Linked DNA regions of Gossypium hirsutum: region 1 is linked to region 2. The links are chromatin contacts, called in public Hi-C maps. All regions are on one chromosome and are shown on one strand. The core of a region is the stretch at or near the end of the contact, and the rest is flanking DNA. Distances in the headings are between cores, read along the strand shown.

Evidence for each region. A called contact is a pair of places that touch in the nucleus more often than the background predicts.
Region 1: a Hi-C map of leaf shows a contact between it and region 2, with 2.0 times the contacts expected there. The contact joins the promoter of LOC107926830 here to the promoter of LOC107926793 in region 2. A contact is called at or near these places in 2 of 34 Hi-C or Micro-C datasets (both in leaf).

The regions. Positions count from the first base shown.
Region 1 is chrD11:58,788,135-58,791,586 of Gossypium_hirsutum_v2.1, reverse strand. LOC107926830 (probable ribose-5-phosphate isomerase 3, chloroplastic) reads right to left here and starts at 1,969. Exons shown (of 1, transcript XM_016857765.2): 1 at 950-1,969. The coding sequence starts at 1,969. The coding sequence ends at 1,124. It also overlaps the pseudogene LOC107926831.
Region 2 is chrD11:58,598,179-58,601,736 of Gossypium_hirsutum_v2.1, reverse strand. It overlaps LOC107926793 (receptor like protein 26), which reads left to right and starts at 1,888. Exons shown (of 2, transcript XM_016857716.1): 1 at 1,888-2,108; 2 at 2,218-2,788. The coding sequence starts at 1,888. The coding sequence ends at 2,788.

The DNA.
Region 1 (3,452 bases), core at 720-3,219, 190 kb before region 2:
GGATTGCGGTTTTGCTCAGTCTATTTGGAAAACATTAGTTCCTAGGCAAATTTGGAGTTTTTTTTTCTTTAACTCAACACTTAAGAGATGAATTCACTATAATATCACGAATAAAGAGGAATTAAAATTCGGTGGAGGAGAATGGTCGATGTTTTTTGCAACAGTCACTTGGTTCCTTTGGAAGAACTGTAATGACTTTATCTTCAACAATGCTAGTGAGAGTAGTCAAAATTTAATAGCTTCGGTTATGGCATGGGCAAGATCATTTGGAACCAATGGCAACATAAAGCAAATGACATGCAAGTCGAGGACAAAAAATAGTTGGCAAAGGCCTGAACCAGGATGAGTCAAGAATAATATTGATGGCTCGATGTTGACAAGCAGACAAAGGGCAGCAATAGGAAGAGTGCTGAAAGGACCAAGTAGAGGGCGGTTGGTGGGTTTTGAAATGGTAACAGGTATGGTTGATATCTTCCAAATTGAAGCTCGGGATATCCTTAAAGGCTTGAAGCTAGCATGGATGAGAGGTTTCAGATAGGTTAAGTTGGAAAGCGACAATGCCATTTTGATTGATATTATTAGGAATGACTTTGCAACAAAGAGTAATACAGTGAAAGTCTAACTGATTCATGAGTGGTGTAATAGAGAATGACAATTTAAACTTCAACATGTCTTGAAGGAAAGTAACAAGGTTGCTGATTGCATAGCAAATGTAACAGGAAGTGAAATGAATAAATTGGTTGTATTCGTTGATCCAACTTCACATTTACCAAAGTTTCTGGAGGAGGATATTGACAACTCGATGCAAATAATGTCGTCTGGGCTCTAACTTTATTAGCATTTTATTCATGTTCTAAATCTTCTTTTTCACCAAAAAAAAATGAATCCCTTAACCAAAACATAACCCAAGAAAATACAAAAAATTGGAATCTTAAATATGATAAAGCAATAACCATAAAACCACATATTCATTAACCAATAAAATTCATTTCTAAAATCCCCTCAATCATTCAACATTCTGCAATCACTCTACACAGAATCAAAATTTTTTTTTCTTTTTTTCTTTTTTTCTTTTTTAACAAATTACCCCCTCACACAAAGTAAATTCCACTCAACACTTAATTCACTTAGTCATAACCTCTATACCAGTTTTCCCTGCAATGATGACAGAGGTAGCCATTCCTAAAAACAGCCCATGTTCCACTACACCTTCCAAGGCAGAAATCTCTTTCCCAGCTCCAAACCCATCTTTAATTGGATTCTTGAAATACAAATCCACAATGTAATTCCCATTATCAGTGACATAAGGCTTTTCACTACCATCCCCTACTAACCTCAACTTTGCTTCACAACCCAACTCTTTAAACAGCCCTTGCAGTCTAACTAGATTGTATTTCCAGCAAAACTGCACAACTTCAACAGGCATAGCTAGACCACTCCCTCCAAGCCCTGAAACTAGCTTACTATCATCGGCTACTACAATGAAGGAAGATGAAGCTGCTTCAACCATTTTCTCACGCAAAAGTGCACCGCCTCGGCCTTTAACCAAGTCAAGGTTAGGATCAACTTCATCAGCACCATCAATAGCAAGGTCAATACGGGGATGCAAGTCAAGGGTAGATAAGGGAATGTTAAGTGATGCAGCTTGTTCTTGTGTTCTTTTCGAAGTTGGGATACCTACGATGTTAGAAAGTTGGCCCGTGGAAAGGAGTTGGCCTATTTTGTCGACCACAAAAGCTGCTGTTGATCCTGTTCCTAGGCCTAGGATCATGCCTGATTTGACTGACTCAACTGCTTTGTCAGCTGCAAGCTTTTTAAGATCATCTTGGGAAAGCACTGGGGCGGCTTGGGACCTAATGGAGAATGGTTTCTGGGATGGGGTGCGTAGGTTCAGAGGGGTGCAGCGTAGGATAAGAGGGTTGGTGGAGGTGTGGTGGAGGGAGGAGAGGTTGAGGGATAAGGAAGCCATTGGTTTTTGGTGAATGGAATGAAAGCCTGAAAATGGGGTTGTAGATATGATGAAAGGTTGTGGTCAGTGGCTGTTGGATTGCATTTGCTTTGATATATGATCTGTGTTTGTTGGTTTTTGGAGAACTTGAGGTCAAAGATTGAAGGATAGGGAGAAGGGGCTGCTGAGATTTGGTTGGTTAATTGGTTAGATGATTACATTATTGGTTGGTGGGGACTCAATTTGTTTGTTTGAGAACTTGAGAGGGGTGTTGGGCCTCGGGAGGTTTGAGAATTTGGATTGGATATCTATACTGAAGATTGTCTCAAAAAGGAGGCTTCTTTCTTCTCTCAAAAGATTATCTCTTGACCATTTGAAAAAAATTACTGTCATTTTGGTTTGATCAGCAAGGCAAAGCTCTCAAAAACATGGCTTTGAACTTAAACGGCAGCGCCTGACATCCTTCTAGTTTCGTCTTTTTCCAAGAATTGATTAACCATTAAAAGTGGGCACTATAAAAGTTTGTCTTTTAACTTTCTCTCAAATTATTCTCGCTCCTTGTGGTTCTTTTTCCTTCACAAGACAATTTTTATATCAGCAATCTCATTAACCTCTTAAACCATGGCGGCTGCTGAATCAGCTACTGCAATTCAAAGAAACCAAGTGAGTATTCCAATAAAGTCTCTGTACCCTTTGTTTGGTTTCTGAAACAACTTGAGAAATTTAGTGGGAAAAACAAGGAATCTGGCAACTGATTATCTTTCGGATTTTTTTTTCTGGTTGATTGAAAAAGATTCGTTTGTTACTATGTTGTATATAAAATTTTCATCACATATTTCTTGGTGTAATTGCAAGAAAGATTCTTAAAACCTTTAACTTGATTGGGAATTTTTTTGTTTATTAGGTTGATCTCTTGGACTTTATTGATTGGTCTGGAGTTGAATGCCTTAACCAAAGCTCTGGTCACTCCCTGTCCAATGCTCTCAAGCAGGTGACTCTCTTCAAGCTATTCTTGTTTCTCTGTTCTTCATTTTTACTCCCTTAATACTAGCTAATTGTCAATTGTCATTGAATTATTTAGGCAGACATTTGTACTTTTTTTATGTTGGAAAAATCATGGTTTAGTTTATTACTTTAGGGTTGACTTCATTGTCCAATGCATTTATCTTGTCTTAAGTTGCTTTTGTGGGAATTGCATATTATGAAATAATTAAAAGTTTTATGGTCATGGATTATTTAGGGTTATAGAGAAGATGAAGGTTTTAATCTAGAGAGTGATGCAGATGAACAACTCTTCATATATATATCCCTTTCACTCAAGTCGTCAAACTACATTCCATTGACGTCAAGGGATCCGAAGAGGAAGGTGAAGTTTTGTATATGATTATCTTCCCATAAATCTTTATTAATTATGTTTATATGTATCTTTTAATTTGTACATTTATGCATCTGAATATCTGATCACGAAATCAAACTCATTGAATACCGGTTCCGAATCCCACCC
Region 2 (3,558 bases), core at 639-3,138:
TTTTCTATATTCATAGGCTAAAAAGGTTGAAATGGTCTCCACAACACATAAACCTTATTCTGCAAAGCCACAACACCAATATTCCTTCCCAACAGCTTGAGGGTCACAGAGGTAGACATGTCCTTGACTAAGAGTTTTTGAACTCTATCCAAAAATTCAATAGCATAGATACCATTGATGACCGACTTCTTAACATCACCTTTAAGAAGGGAGAAATCCCCATCATAGAGTGAACATCACTCAACCCTTTTGATTAAGTAAAACCTTTCCCCAAAACCATATCTTTCCATGACAAGGTTGGCGTCGGCGTTGGTTCAACAGCCATCTCAACATCCGAAGTAGGCTCTAAGTCTTTGAACCGTACCTTCTTGGTGCTTCGATTCCTAGGAGATTTTCCCCCTTACTGTTGCTTTCATAGAGAGAATCCATTGCCAAATTTCGATTTTAAAATTAGTTGTTGGGATGAATTATGATATAAATTTTTTTTTGGTGAATTACAAGAGGAGGGCAAAGCCCTAACAACAACGCGACTAGCGCAACTTAAACTCAAGCCACACTTGGGGCAGTGAATACCCTGACCATTAGGCCAACACACCTAAGGTCGGTGAATACATAAATTGTGACATTAATACCATTAAAATTTTAACATTTTAATTAACTTTATAATAAAAATATTAATTTAATTATTTAAAATTTAAATGTTAACTTTATGTTTGTGCCATATTATTGATTTATTTCATTTGAGTATATGGTTGAAGTTGAAGGTTGTACCATATTATTAATTCTTTTATCATTTTAAACGTGGTTAAAATGATAAAAGAATTATGACTAAAGTAAAAAAAAAATTAATTAACAGTAAAGGTTAACTTTATTTTTGTGCCATATTATTGATTAATTTCATTTGGGTATATGGTTGAAGTTGAAGATAGTACTTAAAATGCTATTTCATAGGGTCAGTGCCGCCAACGTTGGGTAATCTCACCATACTCGATACTCTGTCTCTTCAAGAAAATAATTTCACGGGTGAGTTACCAGGAAAAATTTTGATTTTTGTCTTTGTTTTCTTTTTCTTTTTCAAGTTTGACTAATCAATTTTTTTAAAAAAAGAATCTAACAGGTTTTATTCCTTCTAAGCTTACCAACTTGACCCAACTCTTTGAATCTACTCGGGAACATGCTACATGGATTAGTCCAAAGCTCAATCTGGAGACTTGAGAAACTTAAAATTTTTACTGTGGCGACAATAGATATGCAATATTTGTTTGTCCTTGAATAATTTCTATTTAGTTTCTCCAAATAATAGCAATGCCACCCATCATCAAGCTCAGCTTGTTGATATAGCATTACGATACTACCATCGAAAAGAGTTCCCATATTTCTTGCGCAACCAACATCGATTACAGCTTCTTGATCTTTCTTTAAACAACATTCAGGGCCAGATACCGCAGTGGATGTCCAAAGTGAGCACTGAAACCCTGCTGTTTTTAGACCTTTCATACAACTCCCTCACCGATTTCGATGACTTCCCACTTGTTCTTCCATGGTCTAAACTGCAATATCTGAAACTTGATTCCAACATTATCCGAGGTTCTCTCCCAGTTCCACCCTTGTCTACAGTTTTCTATTGCATCTCCAACAATTTTCTCAAGGGAGAGATCCCACAGTTGTTGTGCAATCTCAACTTTCTTTCCATTCTTGACTTTTCCTACAATAACATGAGTGGTGGGATCCCAGTGTCTGAGCAACTTCAACAAGTCTTTATTAGTACTAAAGGTGCGGTCCAACCAGTTAGCGGGTCCCATTCCAAATGGTTGGGAAAGTGGAAACAGATTAAAAGTGATAGATTTAAGCAAAAACAAATTGCAAGAGAAGATTCCAAAATCGCTGATGGAGTATAAAATGTTGGAATATCGTGATCTTGGAAACAATCAGATTAGAGATGCATTCCCTTCTTGGTTAGGGTCTCTTCCAGAATTGAATATTCTTAGTTTATCTTCTAATGCATTTTATGGTAGGATGGAGAATCCTAATTTGAATCTTATTGTCTTTCCCAAGTTGCGAATCATTCGATCTTTCTCACAACAGATTCAATGGAACCTTGTCTTGGGGTTACTTTGAAAGATGGATTAGCATGAAAAATCTAGATGGAAAAAACTCGCCTCCTATATACAGGCTTGAAAGTTTAGACATGAGGATAAATATTATGCATGTTCCCAGGGATTATGATTACTCCATGACGATTACACACGAAGGCATGGAGATGAACTACCCAAAGATCATTCGAACTCTTGCAGCAATTGATTTCTCGGGCAACAGATTTGATGGAGAAATTCCAGAATCGATTGGGAAGCTCAAAGAGCTTCACTTGCTCAACTTTTCGAATAACAATCTCGTTGGAGGAATCCCAGTAGCCATAGCGAAGCTTACAAATCTTGAATCTTCGGATCTTTCTCAAAATAAGGTAGTGGGAAGAATTCCAATGGAGTTGAGTACTCAACTCACTTTCCTTTCAATCCTCAACGTCTCTCATAATCGTCTCACAGGGCTCATACCAGGAGGCGGCCAATTTGAGACTTTTCAAAGTAGCTCCTTTGATGGAAATCTTGGGTTGTGCGGAAAACCCTTGCTAAAAGAATGTAGCAGCAATTCTGGAAGCCTGCCACCTCCATCTTCGACTTCTTCGGAAGAGTTTGGATTGGATTGGAAAGTAGTGTTGTTGGGTTATGGATGTGAATTCCTATTTGGAGTGGTGATTGGGCATGTTGTGGTAAAAAAGAAACTAGATTAGTTTGCCAACACTTCCTCCAAATTTCCTGCAAGAAGGCGAAGGATGCATGTACTATAAAAAATCAAATGGACTTTGCAAGCACCATTGGGGATGGTAGGGATGAAGATTGTATCTTTCATCATTTTTTTCCCTCTATATGCATCTATGTCATGTATTATTAGAATGCGCCCATTCGCTTTTTTCATCAACTCTTGTTATAATGAAAAAGAAGTGGAGTTGGAAGAAGGATATAACATATTATTAGAATGTCTACTTGGGTTGGGTTGGGATAGTTTTTATATAGTTTCGAGCATACTATTCAAATCTTTAGTGGGAAATTATTTAAATCTAATAATGATTTAAAGAGTTATGGGTTTACGAGAGGAAAATGATTTTTTTTATAGGAGAGAAGCTTCTTAAAAATTAAAAATAGAGACAGGATGTGAGAAGTTTTTTGCATGAAGGTCTATGTAATATCTTGATCCTTGCATGAAGGTTGATGTGTAATGATATATGTATGTATAAAAGATTTTATAGGATGTGTAGAAAGATGGTGTTTGGAACAATACTGGATTTCCTACTTTGATGAGGAGTATGATTCAACGATAAGTGGACTGAAATTTCTTATTTATCTCTTGGAAGGAATGGCGAGTTTCGGTGAAGGCTTTAATGAGATCATATTACGAGTTCCAAGTAGAATTGACCATACTTGCCTGAAATTATTTATTTAAAGTGAAAATTTTGTAAGGATTATTAATGATAATGACGAGAATGAGAGCTATAGGGACCTT